4 separate regions of the Mus musculus genome follow, and regions 1, 2 and 4 are each linked to region 3. A link is a contact called in public HiChIP or PLAC-seq data. All regions are on one chromosome and are shown on one strand. The core of a region is the stretch at or near the end of the contact, and the rest is flanking DNA. Distances in the headings are between cores, read along the strand shown. Region 1 overlaps St3gal1 (ST3 beta-galactoside alpha-2,3-sialyltransferase 1). Region 2 overlaps St3gal1 (ST3 beta-galactoside alpha-2,3-sialyltransferase 1). Region 3 has its middle 480 kb from the start of Zfat. Region 4 has its middle 58 kb from the start of Gm31342.

Region 1 (6,047 bases), core at 562-3,061, 630 kb after region 3:
AGCTTTTAACTTGGTGAAAGCTGGTCGTGTGTTAATACACACTCAGGGTCTCACTTGAAGTTAGAATAATGTTAGGTCAGAGACAGGGATAGTTGATTATTAGTTATTAAGAAGACTTAAAAATAATCTGTAATGATTGTTTATGAGTCAGGGTCTTATATAGGCAAGCTGGCCTTGAACTTGCTATGTAGCTAAGGATAACCTTGAACTTCTGTTCTTCCTGCCTCTACTTCCCCAGTGCTGAGGTTACAGGTGGACAACACCATGCACCACTTCTACAGTGCTAGGGATTGAAGCCAGCATAGGCTAAGAAAGCACCCTACCAACTGAGCTACACCCCCAGCCTGGGGCTGTAATGTTTTCTCTCTGTCTACAACAGTTCAGCTACCCACAATTACTGAGCACTAGTCAATCTGCTAAATCTTCAACATAGGTGTGGCGTGTGTGTGTGTGTGTGTGTGTGTGTGTGTGTGTGTGTGTCTGTGTGTGTGTGTGTGTGTGTGTGTGTGTGTGTGTACTTGAGTTCACAACAAAAGGGTGGCTGTAGGGAAGGATAGAGATATGATGTCATAGCTCTTATGGCCACTCCAAAGGAAAGCCTGCTGTGCCTCAGGGACTTCATGCCCCTGTGGTTTGCGTATGTTCTTCCTTGCTGGAACAGCTCATTCTTTGCCTCATCATGAGTCAATTGTCATCTCTTCTTCAAAACTCATGCATGCACATGTCCTGTCTTCTGGGAATCACCCCTTTCCATATCCATTTTTACCCCAGTCTTCAACCAGGCTGTCTCCTTTGACATCTCCTACCCAACCTCCCCACTGCGTGTTATTGTCACCCTGGCCAGTCCTAAATAGCCCTGTGCTATTTAAAGAAGCAGGGCTGGTATTTCCTCTTTCCTTTGTGAGCCCCTGCCTGCACTGAGTGCAGTTTTTCCTTTCCAGCACCAAGGAAGGTGATGGACCAGGCAAGTCTAGGCATTCCCAATGCACTAGAAAATGTACTCCAATGCCAGGCTGTTCCCCACTGCTCTCAGAATCACAGGCTGGCCCACCGGCTCCATCAATAAACACAAAACTCAGAGTGCAGCTAGCTGAGTGGGTGGGGGTCAGGCAGGACTCCTGGGAATCTGTCTTTCCTCTTCAGCCTCCTCAGGTCCCTGCCACCCTGGACACCACCTCAGATCTAGTTTTAAGCCAATGGAAACCAAAGATCCTCTATCTGTGGCCTTGAGGTGTTTTGACTTTGGGAACTTTTCCTCTTTCTCGATACTGGCCCAAATAGCTACTACTTACATTCCTACATGCTTCCACTTTACTAAGCAAGCACACCCAAATAGTTTTCAGCCCTTTCTGAAATCAATGGCTGGGTGAGGAGGAGGAAGGGGAAGGGGAGGGTAACAGAGCCAGCCTGCCTGAGATCCATTTGGCAAGCCTTTGTGTTACATCCCACAGCTCGTCCAAGAGGCTGTTCGGGGAAGACACGTCACTATGTTGCTCAATGGTTTTTGTGTAAACACTTTTTCTAAGCACTGAAATTACCCTCTGTGCTGAGAGTAATGGCGATCGGGAAAAAAAGCAGGAAAAGGACCTTTAAGTTAAGGCTGGTGACGCAAACTTGCTTTTGCTTTTTGTCCTTTAGAACAGAATCACCCTCCTGCACTTAGCAGTCTCTGCAGATGGGCAGTGTACTCAATAGGGCCTCTACGGGTCAGACTCTGTCTCTCCCCATCCCCCTTCAATCCTATGCTTGAGTCAAGGAGAGTCACTCTAAAAGTGTTCCTGGAATCACCTTGAAAAATCATTGCACTGCATGGTGGTTGTGTAATATTCTAGCAAACAACAGTAGAACTTGGAAGTTTCCATCCCTCTATTGCTGCGTACTTGTGTGTCATGCACATCAATACATATGATCACGCTGGTTACTGTTACCAGCCCTGTGATGTTGTGAGCATTTTCCTTCGTTTGTACTATGTCCCGGGGATGCATTCCCAGGACCAGTGGAACTGCTTTCAGAATTTCTCCCACCTGTTTGCAATTGTGACCTTGCTGGGGAAGGAAGCCAGGAAGATTGGGAACAGAAGCTGGAAGATGATCACAAGAGGCTGGGAGAGGGACAGGGAAGAAAAACCCAAGAAGATCCCACAGCACTGTGAGATCGTGTAACAGGCAAGTGGATCTTTTTTCTTCGGGGCTCAGTATCCAGGTCATGGAGGAACAGGAGCAAGGAGATGTCAAACAAAGAAGAGGCAGGGCATGGAGTCAAGGGAGTTTGTTTCTGATAGAACGAGAACCTGTTCTCCAATCTTGCATTCCTCAGGGGCTAGCATGTGGGTGGGACAGGATGTTTGCTAGCAGTTAATGAGCTACACTGGACTGTGACCCACTTCGGGTCATCTTGGGTTGTTGATAATCTACAGGATTATTGCAACAAGCGTGGCTCGTGGGTGCTTGCTCCAAATGTCTGCCGAGCCTGCGGGTCATTTGTACCTGGTGGTGGTACTTCAGGGCTCCAAGAAATTGAGAATGCCTATGGGCCATGAGAGGTGGAATGCCCACATCCCTTTTGAATTCAGGGGCTTCCAAGATTCCAGCATCTGGTGGAATCCAAATAGCTTTGGCTCTTCTAAATGTCCTGAAGTCCAGAAGAACTTCCTAGCATAAGCCACACTTCATCAGCTACCCATGACTTAGATGTGAGAATGAGCCAGGGAAGGGAGGGTCATACACACACACACACACACACACACACACACACACACAGAGAGAGAGAGAGAGTGCCCCAGGGATGGGTTTGCATGTGGCAGGAAAGGCATCTTCGGGGAAATTCCTCACCCAGCTGCAATGTACACACCCAGCTGCTGAAGTTTTTCCTATGCCTCACTTCCTTTTTCTATAAACTGACATAACAAGACCTACATGAAGGATGATTTTAAGAGTTAACAAGTTAATAGAATAAAACTCCAAGGGGCAAGTAGATCAGAAAGGCTACAGAACATGCATGTGTGCATGTATTTCTATACACATATTCACCTTGTATGCATGCATAGATGTGCATGTACTTACTTCATTCATGTGATGCATATATGTATGTCCACAAAAGCACTGGGTCATATGCACTGCATTTTACCATTGTGTTATGTGTATCATATGCATTTATAAATACATTAAATGTCCTGTGCACATACTAAAGCCATTTTAAACAAACCCCACTGGTCACTCCAGCAATTCACTTGCTTCTTATTTCTGAGACTTAGAGTATTTAGTAACCAGTTCCTCCTGCCTCTGTACCCAGATTGAGAGACACAGGGGGACAGAACCACCAGTATGTTCCGAGGTACAAAATGTACAGAATGTAATTGCAAAGGTGGGGTACACATGAGTGACCAGCTGCTAAGAGCCACCTGCTCTCCTCTGATTTCCTGAAGTCCCTCTTTAGGCTGGTGACAGCTGTGAGTTTGTCTCCTGCATTGTGCTGCTGTTTCTGCAGCACCAGGATACCTAGAAATCAACTCAGGAAACCCCAGGTCCAGCCCAGAGCCCACGGAGTCTCAGCTAGGAACATTTTCCCTCAGGACTCTCTGCCTGAATGCCCAGAGTGTGAGCTGAACCAAGGTGCAAGTGTCTCTACCCATGAGACTCTTTAGGACCTGACACCAATCTGGCCTTCCTGTTCAGACATAGCTGCACCTTGGGAGGAGGAAGGGAGTTCCCCAGACACCATTGCAGAGATCCTGAAGTGACAGTTGCCTGAAGACATACTATGAATGCCTGTGCTGGAGTGCCTGCCCCCTATATTTATTCAAAAATTCAGCTAACAGTAGGCAGTTCTGACTTTTATAAACCCCAACATAATTCTGGTGCAGCTCCACACTCTCAGCCCCTAGGGCCCTTCCCAAGGACAGTCCCCTCAGGGACTTTTGTTTCCTTGTCCCCAGATGCATCTCTGTCTCCATCATGAGAACCGGTTATGTTCTATCTAACCAGCTGCTATCTGCCTGTCAGATTCCCCCTGTAGATGCTAGATCCTACAAGTTCTGTCTCAGAAAATATGGCCCAGGCCCACTCCACCAATATCCCCTGCCCCTCTGTGGCCAGAGAGACATAGAAAACCATTCTCAAGTGGCCTATTTCTAGCAGCTTGAGAGCCTATGAGTTTCTCAAGGGCACCAAGTATCTCCTGCCATAAACTTACTTAGTCCCCTGTGGCCCCATAGTGTCTCCAAGAGGCCCCCAAAGCATCACTAGCTCACACTGCAGTGTTCTCTCTTTGCATAGGCTAGCCTCACTGCCCAGAAGGCCTACTTCTCTCCTTTCATCTAGCAAGTGATCCACTGGCTCTAACTAGATCACAGCAGGTCCTGCCCTCACTGAACTGAGCTGTCCTGTCCTACCTGGGATCCTGGCTAGACAGGGCAGATGCACACTACAGCTTTTATGCATACTTCAGAGTAGGGTTACTGTGAAAGACAGTCCAGTAAATAGACTAGGTTTTGCTGGCCAGACCTCCTCTCCTGACTACTCAGTTCTGTCACGGTGGATTAGACGTAGCCACAGCAACACTGAGACAACTGGGTGTGGCTGTGTCCCAGTAACAGACACCTGCTTCACAAACATAGGTAGCAGGCTATAATTAGCTGGTGTGACCCAGTGTGCCTCTGCTTACTATTGATTTCTGTCCCCAGCAATCTAGGCTCTAGACTATGCTACTGACAGCATGGCACTTTCAGTGCCTTGAACAGGGATTACAGTCTGCTCCCCCAAGTTGAATGTGTGATGGCTCAGTGAACCAGTGAGTACTGACCCGTGGGTATCATGCCTACTGACTACCAGCCTCGTTAGTACAAAGGCTATAGAGAGGATACTTGTGGCTTTGTATGCTTGTGGCATAAAGAGGGGAATCATTGTGGCTGTCTAGGCTTGGAGTTACGCTAAAGCCCCTCCTCATATCCTGCAAACATTCAAAGAGCTGCAGCAGGGGTTGGCCTAGTGACCCAAGCTAGCTGGTTAGGGGCATTCGACCTTAGCTCTCAAGCCACCTATGTCTGGGATTGCTATACTCCTGGCAATAGCCCTGGATTCACAACTTCCCAGCCTTGCTCAGGGCCATTAGGATTGAAATCTCTGGGAAGTAGCTACAGGTCTGGGATGGAGAGATGCTAAAGCTCGCAGAGACAAGCTAGTCCTGCCTGAGGATTCATTCTGCAGCGCCTGTGTGTGCCACAGGCTACAAAGGGCTCTGTACACATCCACTTATTTAACTGCCATCCCAACTAGTCAGGTAAATGCCATAGTTTTTATCCTTTTTTTTTTTTTCAGAGCGGAAACTGAGGCCCAGGAAAGTTGCTTGCTTGAGATCACACAGAGCTGAGGGCAAGCTGGGATTTGTACCTGGCAGTCTGATATTGAGATTCTTGCTCATAGCAGCAAGTTGATAGACCCTGGAAAGTCCTCAAAGCCCCAAGGGACTCTCCCACCTTTGTGCCCATTCTACAGATGTGAATACTGCTGCACAGTATTCAGAATAAGAGAAACTGCATCTGCTTCAGGAATCTGTCCTCCAGACAGAAGTTCATTTTCAACTGCAGATAAACAGTCAAAAAAAATAAATAAATCTCACCTTTCTTTTTCTCTGTGGAGAGTGAAATAACTCACCCTTTGGTAAAACGCAGATGACAGACTATACATACTCACCTGAGTGAACTTCACTGGGCCTCAAATCATCAACCCCAGGATCAAGACAATGCTAGTGTGGGATTCAGTGAGTCTTCTTACCTCTCCGACCTTCAGTTACCCTGGCTGTCCATTGGGGAGTCAGAGTCTGATTGCCTGGGTTGCTCAGAGAGCTGAGCTTATGTTGGGCAGCAGTACCGCAGTGGCAGAGCCCTGGCCCTCCACACACATGGCTTCCTGTATCTCTTGTACTCTTCTGTGTAGTACTCTCAGCCCTCCGAGAACCAAGGGGACTTCACCCTCTGTACTAAACTGATAAGTTTAAGTAAGAGCCCAGTGAGCTCTTAGCTCTGCAAGTTCTTAGTCTAAGAAACTCCT
Region 2 (6,389 bases), core at 64-2,563, 660 kb after region 3:
TGTCACCTATATTCAGGAGAGGTCTTCCCAGCTCAGTTAAACCTTTCTAGAGAACCTTTTTCATAGAAATCCTTTTGAAAAAAAGAAAAAAACATGTGTGTGTATGTGGGGTGTGTGTGTATGTGGTGTGTGTGTGTGTGTGTGTGTGTGCATGTGAAGGTGCCTGTAGAGGTCAGAAGTGGGCATAGATCCCTCAGAACTGAGATTACATACGGGCCTGTGTATGGTGTCCAATGTGGGATCTAGGATTCAAACCCTGATCCTCTATAAGAGCAGTCAGTGCTCTTAACCTCTGAGCCATTTCTCCAGCTACTTCCTTCTGCATTCATAAGATTTATTGTGCTTCTATGGAAATTCTAAACCTAGTCAATGTGACAAGGAAAAGGATCCATCACACCCGGGTATACTACGCACAAAGGCTGTTAGGCGATAGCTCCGTCTGGGATGGGCCAGCCAAGTAGAGGTAAAATGGAGAGGCATGGGAGCTGCCAGGCTTGGTTAGAGTTGTCCTAGGGATCTGTAAGGCAAGCAGTGAGGATCCGGTCTGAGAATATGGATAGAAAACGAGTGCTTCTCAGAGACCAGTCACTTGCAAAGTTGAGGAAAGCGAGGAGGTGTGAGACCTCAGGCATTTAGGGAAGCCATTCTGGCTGGGACCCTGAAACCAGGAAGCTTCAGAAAGTCAGCACAGAACACACCTACCTTCAGCCTTAAGGTAGTCCTTAGGCATGTCCTCCGGGGCAGTGTCAAGCCACCTGCAGCCACCACCACTAAGGTAGGACAGAAGGAAGGCCTCGGCTCACTCTTCTATCAACCCAGACATCGACTAACAGACTCCAGAGCTGTCTGAGCAGTGCATCACTAGAGGGGGAGGGCGTATGAAGGAGGGTAGGTAAACCCCCTCACTGTGGTAGACAGTGACCCAATTGGGGGTCCCGGTCAGCAATAAACAGGACTCCCTAAAAGTCCTCGGCTGGCATATAGCAGTGATACCTTTGTGTAGGACTCAACCATTTTAAAAGCAGACAGCTCCCTAGCTCTTGGCTGCCCCTTGCTTTGACTTTAACCACAAAGTTCTAGAATTCACCTGGAAGATTTCAACATCTCCAGTCTCCCAGGCTTCCCAGACAGCTGTACTGAGCAACATCTTCAGGGAGGAAGCTAGTCACCAAGTGTCAACAGCAGATGCTCTGAGAAGTCCTCAGCTGCTGGTGATAAGTGGCCCAGGAGCCTGAGCAAGCGGCATTCCCCTCCACCGGCGAGCCCCAGCCAAGAGCTTTCCAGCTCTGACTCACTGGGCCGTGGGTTCTCCAAATGAGGGATTAAAGCAGAAGTGAGGCACACCCTTGTATGAGAACACAGTAACCCCAGATCCTGCTCAGGGGATGCAACTTTCAGAGCCAGCATCTGCTTCCTGGAATTTCTTGCTTAGCACAGAGTAGATGTGCCAGAGACAGGAAAGGAAGGGCAGGGCGATGTCTGGGCTTTTCATTTCCAAGTCTGAGAAAGCACCGTATTTGAGGGGAGGAGCAAGTTCAAATTCACGGTTCAGTTCCTGGGTGCGTAGATTCAGTCAAAGGCTTCCCCACTAAGCCTCAATCCCATCACCTGTGCATTGGTGATGAAGATAACTCATTTCCATGCATGTTAGATGCCAGGAGGCTCTGCTTGTACTTTCTATAGACCCTTAAAGAAGAGTGACCGTTCTGCCTTATGGAGCAAACCCAGCAGAGAGGTAGAATGACCTACACAGGGCCTATCACCTGGGAAAGGTAGGCTCAACATTCCCTAGGCCTAACTGACGACAAAGACTTGCTCTAGTCAAAGCCCAGTGCACGGGACTCATCAGAGGTCTAACAGGTGGCAGCTAGGACCCTGAACTGCAAAGTACAAAGAACCAGTTGGCCCCATCCAACCCTGGGGCCCAGTGTTATAAGGGTGATGGGCCTCTCCTGGGGGGGGGGGGAGGTGTACTCTCACAGGCTCCAAAGGGCAGTACATTCGTACGCCTAAGCATGGGGGAAGGGAATCGGAGGGACAGGCAGGTGGAAACTGGAAAGTAAAACCACTGTGGAGAAGCCCCTGGGCAGTCAACTAGCTAGCTGCTAGCTCACTGGGTCAGCCTCACTGTTTGGCTATTTGCTGTATCTCTAGTTCTGGGATCCCTAACACACACACACACACACACACACACACACACACACACACACACACACTGTTAGGACCACTTTCCCCGGGGCCTCAGAAAGCACCGAATAGTCAGGTGCCACCACCTAGAGGAACTGAGACAGGGTGTCCCTGGCTTGTATTCTTTAATGCCTGGTATCATTTGGTCCTTTAAATAAACTTGCCCTTGAGACAGTCCAGCCATCTTGGGGTACATTGTCCACAGGAAGCATCCGGGATTCAAGGAATAGAAACAGCCACGGCTGGTGTTATTTACACTCGGTGCTCTGTGCTGGTCCCCTTTATGCCAGTCATTCTTCCCACCTTGGCCTGAAGCAACAGTGTTTTAGGAAGCAAGGATCAGAGAAGTTCAGAGTCTGGCTCACAACGCACAGGAACTGTGTGGTGTGCCTTCTATGACTGTTTTTACTCTGGTGCTGTTGGCCAGGCTCCACTGAACACTTTCCATAAGAAGACTAGGTGGCACCAAATAGCCACTGATCAGGACAGGGCTTGAGAGCAGTTTGAAGAAGGCGCTCTCTTCTCTATAGCATGTTCGAGGCATTCCGCTGCCCTGGGTCTTACTCTCTGGTTTCTGGTTCTGCTATATGAAGCCAGTGAGCGAGAACCCAGAGGCCTGGAGATGGTCTACTTTTCAGTGATGAGAAAGACAAGATTTGGCCAAAAGTCATTGGGCCTTGAGTCAAGGCTGCCATCAAAAGAATGTCTAGCATAGAGATAATAAACAAGCTGTTTCTGGGCCCCTCTGGGCAGGGCAGAGGCTGTTGAGGCCCCAGTTGGTACTTTGTTCTTTCCTGCCTAGCCACCTGCTCAAGTTTATAAAGAGGGGCGATACGCTGAAACTCAGTGGAGCCTCCCTGTCTGACACGGGGTCTAACACGGGTAAGACCCTTTCTCCCCACCACGTCCAACAGTGGCTGCAGAGCAGACAACTCCAGGGAGAAACAGCCAAGGTCTGAAGGGTGGGGACAGCTGAGGGATGGGAGGTGAAGTAGGCTGAAGAGAAAAGATAAAGTGGAGATGAAGCTGCCTATGTCCTGCAAAGGGTGAATGCTGACTCCCAGGGCAGCAGTGAGACAAACGGAGATATGCTTGAAAGGGTGGAGAGATAGATTAAATTTTCAGACACTACGTCCAACACTGAGAGGCTGTGTCCATAGCAAAGGAAACCATGGGGTAAGAGACTTAGGCTCTTAACCATTATCCCTCATTGCAGGGCATTTGCTCATGTGTAAGCTTCGGAGGTTCATAGTTTAAGAAGCAGGAAACAGCAACTGAGAAACTAAAAGGCTAAGCTTCAGGCTCTGACCATTGTCTTCGGTCCTTTGATGTTTGTTTGTTTTGTTTTGGGCTGTGACAGCAGACCAGCCAGGAAACAACTTGAGAGAGGTTGGGTTTACTTTGGTTCATAATTTCATAGTATATGGCTTCAGGGTGCCAGGGTGGCAGAGCAGCCAGAGTGACTTTGTCCATGGTGACAAGAGAGCACAGCAGTGACAAAGTCAGGTGGATGAGGAGGCAAAGCTCAGGCCTGAAAGCAGGAAAAGCAAACAAATGGGAGCAACCCCACTGTAGCCCACAGAGAGCCCCTGAGGCTTGTGGCACAAGTCTGGAGAGAGAAATAATAACAAGGTCACCAGGTTTCATCTTTCTTTCTTCCTCCTTTGTACACAGATGTTCAGCAAACCCTATGCCTTCCAGGAGATGCCCTTTCAGTCCCCATTCCTTGGAACAGCCTAGGAGACACAGCTCTAATTAAGGATTATTGGAGGAGGGCGGCCAAGCATCCTCGCATCCTGCGCCAAGACCTTTTACAGATTGTCCAGGGGTTCGCTCAGGCTGAGAGTAACTAACTAAACTTGATCCCCGTTTGAGCTGGGGAGAACACTGCTCTTCCCAGGTTTCACTCAAGTGTCATCAAGCCACATTCTTGACTTTGCTTGGGTTGCAGAAGAGGTAGACCACGCTGCTTACCAATACAGGCAAGACTGACTGCATGGCACAGACTACCCTCGTGTGCCACACAGCAATGTCGAGAACACAAACCTAGGCGTGTCTCCAACAGGCTGAAGTTTGCCCTAGCTGCTTCTGAGATCTCCCTGCGGACTCCCTTTCCTGCTGCCTGCTCCTGTGTCTCTGAGATTTCTGTTCAGCTCTAGGAGGGGGGTCTCCTCTCTTCCACCCTCCCATCAACACAGAGGACCCAGCAAAGGGTGGAGGTGGTGAACATGAGGAGGAAGACCCTCAAGTACCTCACCTTCTTCCTGCTCTTCATCTTCCTCACTTCCTTTGTCCTGAATTACTCCAACACGGGAGTACCCAGTGCCTGGTTCCCCAAGCAGATGCTCCTGGAACTCTCAGAGAACTTCCGCAGGTTCATCAAGTCACAGCCGTGCACCTGCAGACACTGCATCAGCCAGGACAAGGTATCATATTGGTTCGACCAGCGCTTCAACAAGACTATGCAGCCCCTGCTGACAGTCCACAACGCTCTGATGGAGGAGGACACATACCGGTGGTGGCTGGTGAGCAGAATAGGGTCTGGGAGTGGGATTGGGGGAGTCCTGGGGACCCACCAAGCATTTGACAGCATTCAGAGTATCATCCCTGCCCCTCCACCCCTCGCCATCCCTTCACTCAGCAACTGTTTGTCGAAAGTCTATTATGGATACATCAGAGAAAAGCCCTAGTGGGGGTTGGGGATTTAGTTCAGTGGTAGAGTGCTTGCCTAGCAAGCCCAAGGCCCTGGGTTTGGTCCTCAGCTCCGGAAAAAAAAAAAAAGCCCTAGTGGTTTTCCCTCCTGTGGCTCCCATCACAAATCACCATGGACCTGGTGGCTTAAGACATCAGTGGTAGTCACAGGTCCCCATCCTGGAGGCCAAGAGTCCCCACACCCTTGCTTCTCTCCTACTATTACTGCTGTGGATGAAAATTTGTGGCACCCCCTTGACCCATGACTGTAGCAACCAGTCTCTGCTCCCACATCCCAAAGTGACCCTGTGTCTCTGGTATCCTCTCATGGGAAGAGTGTGTGGCCTTGGCTCTAGGTTGCACCCCCAAATCCAGGCTAGTCTCACCTGCCACCAATTGCAGAACTAGATCTGAGCAGGTGGTATGAATGTGGGAATCAGGAAATACAGTGGTCTTCCGTGTCTAGGGATTGGCCTCAGTCCCTTCCTATATGCCCAGAGGTGAGCTAACATCCTGGTCTCACACACAAAAGGTGCCCAGAGAATACCTGTAGAATGGATAAATGAGTTTTCTTCCCATCTCTTGTCCTGGGATGGGGGTGGCAGTCACCTGTGTCTTCACATTTAATAGCTGGGTTTGGTGACCAGGGAGCCAGCGTGCTCAGCTAGAGGCAGTGGAGCCACACTGGCCATTCCCTCTGTTCTCTCCCCCAGAGGCTCCAGCGGGAGAGGAAACCCAACAACCTGAGCGACACCGTCAAGGAACTGTTTCGCCTGGTGCCTGGCAATGTGGATCCTATGTTGAACAAGAGGCTGGTGGGCTGCCGACGCTGTGCAGTTGTAGGAAACTCCGGTAACCTGAAGGACTCCTCGTATGGGCCTGAGATCGACAGCCATGACTTTGTGCTGAGGTGAACACTGGACCCGAGCCCACAGTTCCTCAGAAGTGTGTGAAACACCTTGGCTGAGCTCAAAAGGCCAAGGTTCAAGGCTGGCCGCCCTCTGGGTCTTAGTCTCTTCATCTTTTCTTACCAAGGTGGACTATAATAGAGGGTGTTGCTAGAGATTTTCAATGGGCTGGGGGACTTGGTACCTAAGATCTATTGCATGGCAAAATTTGAAGTCTGGTTCTGTGACTCAGATCTGCCCTCAGCTTTCAATCTAGACCCTGAACCAGAAGCGTTTAATGCCCACTTTGCTTCTTCTGTCCTCAAGTGGAATTGTCATCTCAGGAAAAAGGACCATACCTCCCTTGAGTTTATTGTAATCCATACTCAGAATGTTCTGGGACAGAGAACATAATTAGAGGTGGGACTCAGTATACCCCCCCCACCCAGGTATCTTCTAGAATCTAGAACAATGTTATTTCTGTGTCTTTGACTTCATGTCCATAGGCCCCTTTCCTGGCTCTCAGTGTACCTAGTATCCTGAGGGGATGGCCATGATGAGAGGCAGAGTCAGGCTCAGGGTCAGGCAGACCTGAGTTCAAAGCTATCGTTTGGTAGACAGCTT
Region 3 (6,424 bases), core at 1,930-4,429:
TTTTAAAGTACTCTACTTTCTTTAATTTTTTCTTTGTTTTTAAAGAATTTCATGTATTTCATCAAATGAAGTATGATGATATCTACTGTTTTAGGATTTATATTGCTGCAACACAAACACCATGACCAAAAAAGCAAGTTGGAAATGAAAGCATTCTTTCGGCTTACACTTCCAGATCACAGTTCATGATGGGAGAAAGTCAGGAAAGGAACTCAAGCAGGGCTGGAACCTGATGCAGAGGCCATGGTGGTATGCTGCTTACTGGCTTGCTTCCCATAGTTTGTTTTGTTTGTTTTCTTATAGAACCCAGGACCCCAGTCTGGGCATAGCACTACACACCATGGGCTGGGCCCTACCCAAGTGATCACTAATTGAGAAAATGACTTACAGCTGGATCTCATGGAGAGGCACTCTCTCAACTGAGGCTCCTGACTCTGTGGTGGGCCTAGCTTGTGCCAAGTTGACATAAAAAACAATCTATTATTTTTTAGCCTATTTAAACCCCCTTTCCTCCCGACATATTCCTTCTTGACTTTATGCCTTTTTTTTTTTAATAATGTACAATGTCCACTTCTGCTCTTGAGTGGATGGGTGTGTGGCAGTTGAATGAAACACGAGGAGCCCACCAGTGATCACATCAAAAAAGATGATGGTTTTCCTTCCACTAACAGGTACAAAGTGCCAGTAGCTCCTTAGAGGTGGGGCATTGAGAGCATCTATGTACCTCATCTATTCTAGGATCTTTTTCTATCATGATCTTTTTACTTACTCTATTTTATTAATCATTTTAGCCTTTCACTAAATGTATTTTGATTATATTCATCCCCTGCATCTACTTTTAAGTGCTCTGAGCTCTATCCTAATCCCCCATCTCCTACTTCCTGTCCTCTCCTCCTCCTCTTCTTCCTCCTTGTTCTTCATTTTTCAATAACCCATTAAAGCCAATTTTCTCTGTCAATATACTAAAGAGTGTGGGGTCACATGCTTAAGGATCACTCACTCTTCCTCCCCCAGAAGCCATCAGATGTCTATCACTCCTCAGTCAGGGGTCTAGCTAGCATATTGACTGACTTGATCTTGTGCAGATCTTAAGCAGGAAACAAGAGTTGCTAAGTACTTGCCAAGTCAGAAGACAGAGTTTTGATTTGTGTTCCACAACTGAAGCTCTTAGACTCTTTTCCCTGTTTCTTGATAATCCCTGAGGTTGGTGATGGTATATATGTCCCATATGTGGCTGAGTACTCATTCCACTGACAGGTAATGTGTGAACAAAGAGAGAATTTAAATTCTCAAAATCTCAGTTGCCTTGCCTTAAAAGTGGCTGTAACCCATGTCTCCTAAAGGTGGTTATAGTAAATAATTCCTGAGAAGTGACTGTCACATGTCCTAGCACATTCAAGAAGTACTGGAGACAATGACAGTGGTGATATATATGAATTCATAAGCAGTAAGTGATCACCGTGCACTGGTCTGGACACTGAGACTATGCAGCAGCGAGAACGATACTTGTTATACAAACTCATGAGTTGCCAGGAAACAGAGATGTAGCAAAACAGCTGGGTAGATGCATTCATCAACCTTTATTGAGGGAACACCTGCCAGGCACCAATAAACTACTGTACAAATTGACGTAATTACAGCACCTTGTCCCTGATATCAGAGGCAGTAAAGTCTAGGGGAGGAGACAGGTACTAAATAAATCTCTGCAGGATATCCTGGGAGAATTTTCTGTCCACTGGCTGCACATGCCTGGAATGAATTCCTGGTGAGCTAACTTGAGGTAGAGATTAGGAATATTGTGATAATCCACTGAACAGTTCTTGGAGGGCTATCACCCCACACTGTAGACACCATGACAGATGGTCTAGCAATGGGACATGGGGTGTTTGAAAAAAGATATTCAGGAAGCTATGGGATAGGGAAGTCTGAATTCATCTGGATTTGAGAAAGTGGAATTGCCCCACAAAGCTTCTCAGAGGAAATGGCTTTGTAAAAAAAGAAGATAGTCTCCCAATAGATATGTTAAGGCAGAGTGAGCAAAAGTAACAGGGGTCCAGCTCAGTGGGAGGATCAAGGAGCATGGCTGAATAGCAAAGACTAGGGAGCCCTATAGGAGGGAGCCTCCATCACACAAGAGGTCAAGAAACAATCCTAGCCCACGCATGCATGGAATAGGAACCAGAGTCATTGTGCTTCCTCTGTGTGAAGATGAGGAGAGCAGTTGGTGGAAGTGCTGACTCTGACCTTAACCAAGCTGACTCTTAGGGAAGAGAAAACACCCCTAAGTCTAAAGACATAAGTCCATCAGTGTGTGTGTGTGTGTGTGTGTGTGTGTGTGTGTGTATGTGTGTACTTGCTAAAAGACAACCTCAGGTTTTCCTTCTCAGGAGCCATCTACTTTTCTTTTCCTTTTGAGATAGGGTCTTTCACTGGTAATGTAATCTATCCCCAAGCCCTAAATACATCATTTCCATAAGCAGAAGTTGCAGGAGATGGACTTATTGGTACCTTTGATGTGTCTTCAACTGTGAGTGACATTTTATCAAACAGAATCAAGAAGAGCAGCTCAAGAGAGCCTCAGCAACAGCCATAGAGAAGGAAGCATGAAGAAGCAAAGATAAGTACTCTCAGAGAGAATTGATTCCAGCTTTTATCTTTTTAAGTTCTGCACCTGTAGTCTAATCTCTTATACTTGAATACTTAAAAGAACATTAATCCACACATAAATGAAAGTAGATAATGGCTTAATATTTTTCATGTGTCAGATAATGAACGTTTAAAAAGTGCTTCTAACCCTCTATACATAAGAATCTGAGAAACTTAGCGAAGGAGAGGCTGGATTCATGCTCCTCTCTTCATTGCTAAAACAGATTTGTATTAGATCCCTTGGCGCTGGGGCTATAGGCATTGGTGAGATGTCCTAAATGAGTGCTGAGATCTGAACTCTGGTCCTTAGGATTGGGCAGCAAGCACTTTTAACCATGGGGCCATCTGTTCCACCCCCAAGGGAGCACTGTCTTTGAGAAAATGTTTAATTACTTTAGAGATTTGTAACAGGGATTTAGGGTGGAGTGGGGCACTTGGTGATTGATGTGTAGAGCTAGGAGTTTACAGTGCTATGAGGATAAGGCTACAAGTGTTAAGTCAGTGGCTGTCAAGGAAGTTACTCATTGTCTAGGATGTACAGAATTGCAACATAGCTGAGAAGGACTCAGCTAATGGAGTATGACTAATACTGAGAGCAAGACAGTGTTTCAGATCAGGAAAAGAACTCTTAAAATCATTCGTTTCAAATATCTAAATCTGGAACTGGGAAGCAGCTTAGTGGGTAAACTGCTCACCATGCAAACATGAGAAACTGACTCAGCACCACCAGAACCCACACAAAAGTCCTATTTGGTAGTAAATGTTTACAATGCCAGTGTTGCTAGGACAAAATGAGACACGGAGACAGGAGCTTATTAGGACAAACCCATAAGGCCACTGGGTTTTCCTATGAGGCTGTTATTTTCTAAGTCCTTGGGGCGGGTGGGGCTTCAAGGTTAAAGGTAGGTCTTGAACAGGACAAAGCCAAAGAGATTTGGATGGGACCATAATCTTTAACAAGCCTCCGTGTCCTTCAGTTAACAGGTGCTTCTGAAATATGTTTACTAGAAAAGGCTGTTGGATAATAGATGATTAAAAATAAAAGTCATCTGGCCATGTGATTGCTTTCTATGCACTCAAAATGTTGATACCCTAGCCAAGGTGGTCATGCCAAGACCTCTGAAGTCAATAAACATTAGGAAGATCTAATATGACTTTCAGAGTCATTGAAACACCCTGCTCCTGAACTGGGTTGGAGGTGGAGCCTTTGAAATCCATAAGCCTAAGGCTGCTGGGTGGTTTAGTCACATTACTGCTTAGGCGCTAACTCTATAATTGCATAGGAAAGAGGTCATCTACAGTGAGACCCCGGGGAGTAAACACAGCTAACTATGTTACCGGGATGGTTTTAATGTGTGCTCTGAGATGCAGGCACTCCTTGTGTAAACCAGGTAGGAGCTTGCAGGCTTCGTTCTCATTTCACTGTTTACAATTTGATGCATCTTAAGAGCCATTCCAAACATTTCCTGGAAAATACTTGGCCTTAGAGAACCAGTGTGACCCTTACTGGTGTAGTGTGGGAAAGCCTGGGGTGGCTTAGACTCCCACTGAACTGCTGTATCTTATGGCAAGGATCAACTTCTGACTTAGTGAATGTTGAGTTAGGAATAGAAATCTGGCATTTTTCACCTTTCAGAAAACTGCCTTCTGGGAAACAAAGGACTACAGTTAGAATTATATGTATCTTTTAAGATCTTGCTTAATATTGGATGTATTTTTTTAAGGATAGAATAAAAGTGATGATTTTTCTTTTTCTTTTTTTTTTAATTATTGAAGTGGTTCGTTAACCTTTCATGCATGTGTGTTTCATTCTGATTGCTCGTCCCCTACTCTCCCCTCCCTCCTCCCTGCTTCAACCCCAACACCTCCCTACAAGTCCCCTTTCCACATTCATTTTTGTTTTGTTTTGAGATATAGTGGACTTGTGGTGTGACCTTAGCTTTGGAAAGCTCTATTGGAACCATGTAGGCTCAGTGTGGATTATAGCACTAGTGGCAGTGGCTCTCCAGCTCCCAGAGTTTGTCATTACCCATTAACATAAGAAAGATACATAGAGAATTTGATGTCCAGAACCATACCAACACAAGAACCGGCAAGTGATTTACTGACTACAAACCTAAGACTCTCAGTGCTTATTGATTAACAGAGAGAGAGAGCCCCAGACTTGGATCACTCTCATATTATGGGATAAATGGGCCCTTTGGAAAGGGACGTTCTAAACCCAGTTCTGCCAGGAGTCACAGAGATGGACTCAGAGTAAATAAGCTCAGATTAAAGACTTTAACATACTCACGCGTGCACTGACAATGAGACCAGAAAAATCAAGATGTTTAGATTTCTCAGTCTACATATATGCATAAGTTAGAAATTAAGTATTGATTATATTTATGTTTATCTTTACTTTTTAAAAAGTAAAAATTAAATAATGACAAACATAAAGGAGACAGAATGAAGTTCTCTGTATGAAAAGCCATGTATATTTACAAAAGAACCAAGTAGAACTTCCAGAAGTGGCAAATATCACTGCAAATAAAAACCCAATGGACATATTAGATGTGCACAGAATTGAAAAATAATTAGGAAGCTGGAAGACTAAATAGAGCCCATTCATCCATAATACAGCATAGAAAAATACCAAACAGAGAACAGGAGATAATCAAAATAAAAATGAACCATCTAACTTAAGTCTGAGTACAGGTAGGGCTGGGGAGATTGGAAAAGATGCAAGAGAGACAGCAGCCATACATTGTTCAAGTTGGTAAATCACAGCAATGTTGACCAGAAAGCACAAGCAAATCTCAAGTGAGCACTTTGAACTTGATTTGTTGTGTATATACAGATTTGCTTTATAGAATGGGTAAACCTGAGACCAAGCAGGGAATATATATTCTTCAATAGTTTACTTGGAGTCAAACAAGTCTATTGGTCTATAACTGAGTAGCACAAGGAATGAATGGTGTACATACTCACTGTTCTATCTGATTTCAATATAATCAACTTAGAAATAAGTCCAACAAAATTACTTAGTCACTAAAATTGTGAGAATGTCAGCAGCACTAACATTTTTGCACTAAGGTCCTCACTGATGGATTATGAATAACTCTAAGTGTATGACGTATTTCTGTCACTGAGGCTCACTGTGTGGCTATGAAGGATCTGGAATTTGAGAGGGTTTCTCTTTCTTACCAGGTAATTTCTGCTCACTGCTATGTTAGTTAAGATGTTTATAGTGTGGCTGAAATAAATGTATTTGGATGTATATTAAACAGCTGTTCCTAGTAAATGCATTACCTTGGGTAAGCTAATTATATCCTCTGTACCAATTTTCTTATTCACAAAATGAGGACAATAATAATGCCTGACCACAGTATCATAAATCATATATTTAATAATATATGTTAAATTCTCATAATCATGTTTCTATCTTAGTCTACTTATTTTTGCTATAGTAAACATATACAAGACTGGGTAGTTTTTTAAAATTAGGTATTTTCTTATTTTACATTTCAAATGCTATCCCAAAAGTCTTCCATACCCTCGCCCCCACACTCCCCTACCCACCCACTCCCACTTCTTGGCCCTGGTGTTCCCCTGTACTGAGGCATATAAAGTTTGCAAGACCAAGGGGCCTCTCTTTCCACTGATGGCTGACTAGGCCATCTTATGATACATATGCAGCTAGAGATATGAGCTCTGGGGGTACTGGTTAGTTCATATTGTTGTTAAGACTGGGTAGTTTTAGTGTTTTTCAACTTCTTGGTATTTGATGAGGGTTCAT
Region 4 (6,166 bases), core at 2,281-4,780, 680 kb after region 3:
TTACCTCACAGAGACCGGCTGTTGCTGGTTCTCACATCTAGAATCTTGCAAACTTTCAGCTTCAGTACTGCAGACTAAGGTGGACAGACACACACACACATAGACACACACACATGTGCACATATACACACACATGTGCACACATATACATATCCAAACACATACACACAATACACACACTCACATTCCTATACACACTCACACATATACACAAATACATACACACACACACACACACACACACACTCACATATACATACACACAATACACACACAAACACACACACACACACGAAACTAAATGAACACTTCAGATGGTCAAGATGACAAAAGGGACCATCCATAGCTCCTTGCAATGCTAAGCCTTACACTCTAATCTATAGCAGAAGAGAACATACTTAACTTCCACTGTTTGCTGATTTAGCTTCTCCATCACTTCAACTGGTCCCTGAAGCAGGTCTAGGATTTATGTCTGAGATGTTTTGTCACAGGAGTAGAGCCTGATCAGGTGAGTCTGGATCACAACTGCCTATAGGTGAAGGAGTGATCTGAGGAGAGACAACTGTGCAAGAAATAGAAGAAAGAGCTAGAGAGGCCACCAGTCCCCAGGGATATACATGAACGCAGTGGGACATGGAGGACCACTGTACAAGCTGAGTCAAACCACATCGACCCACCTGCAGTTCACCAGCACAGGGAAACACAGGCAGCCAAGTGGTGGGGTCAGGCTATTGAGGCCAAGCAGTTGGGTTGCATACAGCACAAAGATAGTGCCAGAATCTCTCATGGGGGAAAATGATGGTGGAGTCCTTTTCTGGATGGTGTCATTGGACAACAGAAAGGATGGGAAAGTGACAAAGGTCAGGGCTGTGGGTGCTCTGGACACTGCAGGTGTGGTCCACAATCAGGGAGTCAAGCCATTTCTCTCCGGTCCTCTTCCACTTAGCATAGGTGTATTCCTTGCCCATGGCAGACCTAAAACAAAAGATCTTGGTTTCTTCTTTGAGCTCTCAAGTCAGGGTTCCATGAATACTATTGAAATGGAAAGTTCCATGGGCTAAGGGCTTCTCAGCCTTAAGCTCCTAGGTGCAGCCTCCTCTCGTGGCCTCCTTGGCTGCCTCTGGACTCTGAGACACACTCTTCCTCCATACTTTCCAGCATTTGGACTAGCTTTGTGAAAGCATTGCCCCAAGCAAGAAGCTCAAGTTGACTGGGTCTACTCATGGATGAAGAGTTTCTTCCCTGCAGGAGGAGCTCTGGTTGGAACAAGGGTACCCATGGGTCCTTGGAATCGGTGATCAAAGCCTGCATCCTCTATAGATGGACCTCTATAGAGTAAAAGGGATGCCACAGTTTGTGCCACGAGAAAATGCAGGCTTAGTATATTCTTCATCTAACAGAAGACTATCAAGGGCAATGGGTACTGCAAATGGCTGTGGGCAAGAATAGGACTCTGCCAGGAGAAGGTTGGAAGCCATGGTAACAGATAACCAGACAGCAGTAACGCTCATAAAAAAAAAAGTATTGCTTTTGGCCTCATATGTATTAATTTGATGAGGCATAGCATCTTGAGGAAAAGAAGCAGACTCAGGCAGACATGTAGTGCGTCAGAGGGTAGAGCTAGCAAACACATCAAAAGTGAGGTCTCGGTCACTGTGTCCTGAACACTGATCATGACATTTGGTACCTGGGGGATGAGAACTCTAGGTGGTGTTCCTAGCACAAGAATTCTAGACATGAGCCCTACACAGTGGTTTGAGCCAGGAAAGCAAAACCAGCCCATGGCTGCCCAGTTTCTTCTGACCCCGTCCTTGGCTTAACGGTGCTAGCTGGAGTGTTCATGGGTGGTGGCCACCAGAGGGTGCAACAGAGCCATCTTAGTCAAGATCTCATGTCTGTTTAGCTGAAAAGCAGAAGCTTTTGAAAAGGCACACACCTGTGAACAAAGTCAGACCTTTAGAGGACTTTGCTATAGACACGAGCAAGCCCAACACCTTTCCAATAAGATCGCTGTCTCTGTCACTCACCTGAGTAAACCAGTCAAGAAAACAGGCCCAAAAGGGGACAGCCAAAGTCCCCAGCCAGTGTGGACAGGATAATAAATGTTCTCTTCCCACGGTTCACATGAAACCCAGGTCCACTGGAAACCTAGGACCTGAAACTTGTTCTTGGTTATCTATTATTTCTGAACTGTATGCCTATGAGAGAGCTTGATCTGAATCATGGTTTATTAATCTGTAAGAGGGTATTAAATGACATGGTAGACATGAAAAATTGTGCCAGCCATTTTCTGAGATTTTCTATGTGTCTAACATGTATTATGTTCCTCCTGAAATTCTCCCAAGAGACTGAGGTGGCAGTGGTATCTGCACCATACCTATGACTATAATGCTATATGCCTGTGGTCACCCTGTTCATAACTCCTCAGCCAAGAACAAAGACCAGAGCTGATTGTATATCTGTCAGGCCAGAGTAGGCTAATGCTGCAAAAACAAATAAGCTTCAAGTCCCACTAATGGAGAACAAGGCTAGTTTCTTTTAGGAGCAGTTTCAGGGATTTTGTGCTTTCCTTCATGTAGTGACCCAGCCAGTCATGAAAGACATTATTACCAACTTCACCTCCTTCAGCACATAGCCTTCAAGGTCACTGTACAGGAAACTGGTAATGCCTCATAAGCTCTCAAATGTCTCCAGTTAGATCTGATACCCACCACTTCCATATAGGTCCATTGACCAGCAGGAGTTTCATTGCCCAAACAACATCATAATGGGAAAATGAATGGTGGGATAAAAGTTCCAGAATCCTCGAGGGCAACCGGCCACCTCTGCCAAAATCTCTCCTTGATGTCAGAGATCCTGTCCTAGACTTAGAGCCAATTCGTGACAGCTCACCAGGTCTGCTCTGGTCAACCCTGGTTGATCAGAAGGCTTAAAAGATGCAAGCAGTAGGACGGGCTATAGAGAGGCAACCCAGGGGACAGGATGCCCAGCATCAGAGAATAGAGAATGAGGCTGCTCACCCCAGTTGCAGTTGTGTGCAAGCAAAGGCAGAGAGGGCTTGGTGGAGATGCTTGAACATCAGGGAGAATACAATGGAAAGATTGCAGATTGGCCAGAAATCCAAGCTATGCTCATTCCCAGGGACTTCAGGGTGGGTGCTTCTGTGTGCTGACTTTAGTTCCTAAAGTACACACTGGAAGGCTTGAGTACGATGTTTGTATCTCAAGGTTCCATCCAACCATGCCATTCCACTCTCAGAGGTCCTAGAAAGGCAGAGACACTGAACGTGGTTTTTCTTCTGAATGCCCAGCATCTAGCAAAGTACCAGGTACCTGGTTGGCAGGTGTATCAGAATCATGTTGGTTGCCAATAATACTAGATAGGATGGATGTTAACCTGTACTTAGAGCATAAACATTCCAGCCAGGCCTCTGGGTTCCCCTCACCTGCTTCTCACATGCCTCAGGACAGGCAGCCTCACTGACATACACATTTTACACAAATCTAGCATTCCAAGAGATGAGTCGTACTGCCCAGAGCCACACAGCTCAGCTCAGCAGCAGCGGACCTCAATGGGAACCAGGCACTCAGACTCTGAGCCTACGCTGTCTGCCCCTCTCCTGCCACGGTACCCTGGAATAGCTAAATGGTGTACACACCATCAAGATATCTGAAACTGTGTCGGCCACCTCAACACCAAACTCCCAGAGAGAAACTGGGCGGAGTGTGGTGTGAGATCGTGCAAACGGTGAGAACTGCTCTGCCCTCAAGGCCAGGGAAACTGATCTCTAAGTCTTGTTCCACACAGAGTTACCCTGGAGAGGAGCCCCTGGGCTGGTGCATCATCAGAGCACCAGGCAGGCAGGGAAGGCTGGGGCTTCCAAAGAGGTTCATTTTGCAGAAACATACCGAGTTAGGGATGCGGAGATGACTGTGTAGTCCACAGGCCAGATGCACCAAGCTGGATGCTGGGCACACCACCAGACTTCACCAGATGGTAGAGCCTTCCCAGCTGAAGGGCCCGAAGCCCTCTTGTACTTCCCATGGCTTGCCTCTGTCCTTGTTTACATCCTTCTTGAACACCTTGCAGGTCCCTCATCTCCCAACACCACATTCCTGTACCTAGACTGACCAAGGCTCCTCCTTCCTCCCACTTCCCACAAACTAGCAACACTGCTCTTGACCTTTGGAGACAAACTCTCCTCACTTAGGGCTCCATATGCTTCCACCTTCTAAGATGTGTTCTAGCATGTTTATTCTCTTCAACTCCACAGATCCTAACCACACACCTCCTTCCTTCACTGTCCCTGTTTGTCTGATTCTCCATTACAGAACAGGTGTGCCCAGAGCTCAAAGTAGAGACCTGAGAAGTCTCACTATGTCACCTCCTCCCTTTGCCTATCCAACGTCAGTCCGGCCCTTCTGCCACTAAAAGAGACATGGTTCATAACCATACTTTCCATGCCCCTATTCCCTCTGCGTGTGTTCAGGATATTTCTATCTTCCAGTCATATAAAAGCCAACCCATCATCAATCGCTTTCTCTGCTACCTGTCTTGGCACTCACCCATCTGCATGCTGTATATACAGACAGTTGGTCTAAAACACAAGCCAGTATACATCAGTCATTTGCAGCCGCATCTATCCTACATAGCATCTTCTCACTGACCAGGTCTCAGCTCACAGGCTTTTGTACACATGGGATCCAGGATGTCTCTACTTTCTTTCGTAGTTCTTGGCCAAACATTTATATGCAGAAGGCAGAAGTACTACAGGGATGGGCTTCTTCACACCCCATGCACATTTAAGATCTGGTTCCTATCATGTCCTCTAACACCCAGTGAAGAACATCAAAAACAACCTCAGATTCTTTGATATTCCTCCTCTGAAGTTTCCCCTCACTGTTAACAAAAATGACAGGAATCATTGTACTACTTAAATTAGCTCACCAAACTGTGGAAGTTTCAAATTCCTGGTTCCATAACCAGGGTTAGGGTTAGGGTTAGGGTTAGGATATTCTGCACCCCCCAGAGAACTGCCCCAATTTGTATCAAGTAGAGCAGAGAAGAGCCCTCCCCACTCAGACCTGCCTCATACATAGGCTTCTGAGCTAGGGGAAGTGAGAGCCCTATATTTTGGGGCAGTCTTTTACATAGCAGTGTACCAAAAGAGATGGCAAAGTTTAAAGTTAAAGGTGAGAAAAGGACCCTCCTCCCACCATGAATCGTAGCAGGGTACACAGGAAATGGAGCTCTGTCTCCACTCTTGTCAGTGCATCACGGTGACCATTCTAACCCCATGCATAAACCTTCCCTGTGTTTCACAACAAGCCAAGAAAAAGCCACAGCAAGTGCACTGCTGTGGGTAAGAATGTAAATCAGTAGAGTTACTGTGAAAAACAATGTGCGGTCTTCAAAACAACTAAAAATAGAACTTCCGTGTGATCCAGTGTTTCCTATTCTGAGTATATCGCAAGGAAAAAAAAAATCATGTCAGAATCCCTGCGCCTTGTGTTCACCTCAACACTGTTCAGTCAAGAGATGGAATAAACATTGGTGACCCTATCCACATATGAGTGGGTGAGGAAGCAAGAACACAGTCCACAGGAGTTCTGTCAACCTCCAAAAGAATGTAGGAAATCCTGTCCGCTTGGCATGATGAACCTGAAGGACGCTGTATTCAATGAAATGAGTCAGGAGGGCAGATCATGCATGATCTCACTTAGGCATGGAATCTGAAGAAGTCAAAACAGAAGCAGAGGGCACAACGAGGGTTATTAGAGGTTGAAGAAGCACTGGGCAGATGCTAGTCAAAAGACAAAGTTGTTTTTGAACAGGAGTCGTAAGTCCAAGAGACCTGGTTTGTCACGTATTATAACCACCATGTAATGTATCCTCAGACATTGCCTTAAGTGAGGAATGAAGCCAGGTCAGGTCAGGGAGGAGTGTCCAGGTACATAGAAAAGCCACATGCAAAGTCTCCCTGCCACCGTTTCTGCCTCTTTAAAGGAAGAATAATTAAATCTCTGGAATAAATACAAAAACTTGTGAAGATCTTCAGATATTTGCTAACATGTGTCGAGTGTCCTAAATAAAGACCAGAGGTGTGGTGAGAGAAGATATCAACAATCCTCTTCATCCCTTCTGAATAATTTCTTACTAGCATTTT

What was found. HiChIP or PLAC-seq counts read pairs in DNA pulled down with a chosen protein or histone mark.
Region 1: a FOXA1 HiChIP or PLAC-seq map of pancreatic cancer cells shows a contact between it and region 3. The contact joins two enhancer-like sites. A contact is called at or near these places in 1 of 484 Hi-C or Micro-C datasets (embryonic fibroblasts) and 3 of 115 datasets of contacts at active chromatin or transcription factors (the NIH/3T3 cell line, embryonic fibroblasts and pancreatic cancer cells).
Region 2: an H3K27ac HiChIP or PLAC-seq map of bone marrow-derived dendritic cells shows a contact between it and region 3, with 3 times the contacts expected there. The contact joins two enhancer-like sites. A contact is called at or near these places in 3 of 484 Hi-C or Micro-C datasets (CD4 T cells, adipose-derived mesenchymal stem cells and macrophages) and 2 of 115 datasets of contacts at active chromatin or transcription factors (bone marrow-derived dendritic cells and pancreatic cancer cells).
Region 4: an HNF4G HiChIP or PLAC-seq map of pancreatic cancer cells shows a contact between it and region 3. The contact joins two enhancer-like sites.

Annotation. Positions count from the first base shown.
Region 1 is chr15:67,142,310-67,148,356 of GRCm38.p6, reverse strand. All of the region lies in intron 2 of St3gal1 (ST3 beta-galactoside alpha-2,3-sialyltransferase 1), which reads left to right. Among named protein-coding and RNA genes, the nearest start is that of Gm31400, 25 kb to the left of the region's middle. Within about 2 kb of position 1,811, at least 170 of the 459 cell types and tissues checked have an H3K27ac peak or open chromatin away from gene starts, as enhancers often do. A contact at or near this core is called in the NIH/3T3 cell line and pancreatic cancer cells, where this site is marked.
Region 2 is chr15:67,111,830-67,118,218 of GRCm38.p6, reverse strand. It overlaps St3gal1 (ST3 beta-galactoside alpha-2,3-sialyltransferase 1), which reads left to right. Exons shown (of 9, transcript NM_009177.4): 4 at 3,862-4,712; 5 at 5,592-5,788. The coding sequence starts at 4,416. Among named protein-coding and RNA genes, the nearest start is that of Gm31400, 55 kb to the left of the region's middle. Within about 2 kb of position 1,313, at least 148 of the 459 cell types and tissues checked have an H3K27ac peak or open chromatin away from gene starts, as enhancers often do. A contact at or near this core is called in adipose-derived mesenchymal stem cells, bone marrow-derived dendritic cells and pancreatic cancer cells, where this site is marked.
Region 3 is chr15:67,777,891-67,784,314 of GRCm38.p6, reverse strand. No RefSeq gene overlaps it. Among named protein-coding and RNA genes, the nearest start is that of Zfat, 480 kb to the left of the region's middle. Within about 2 kb of position 3,179, at least 62 of the 459 cell types and tissues checked have an H3K27ac peak or open chromatin away from gene starts, as enhancers often do. A contact at or near this core is called in the NIH/3T3 cell line, adipose-derived mesenchymal stem cells, bone marrow-derived dendritic cells and 1 more, where this site is marked.
Region 4 is chr15:67,094,720-67,100,885 of GRCm38.p6, reverse strand. No RefSeq gene overlaps it. Among named protein-coding and RNA genes, the nearest start is that of Gm31342, 58 kb to the right of the region's middle. Within about 2 kb of position 3,530, at least 13 of the 459 cell types and tissues checked have an H3K27ac peak or open chromatin away from gene starts, as enhancers often do. A contact at or near this core is called in pancreatic cancer cells, where this site is marked.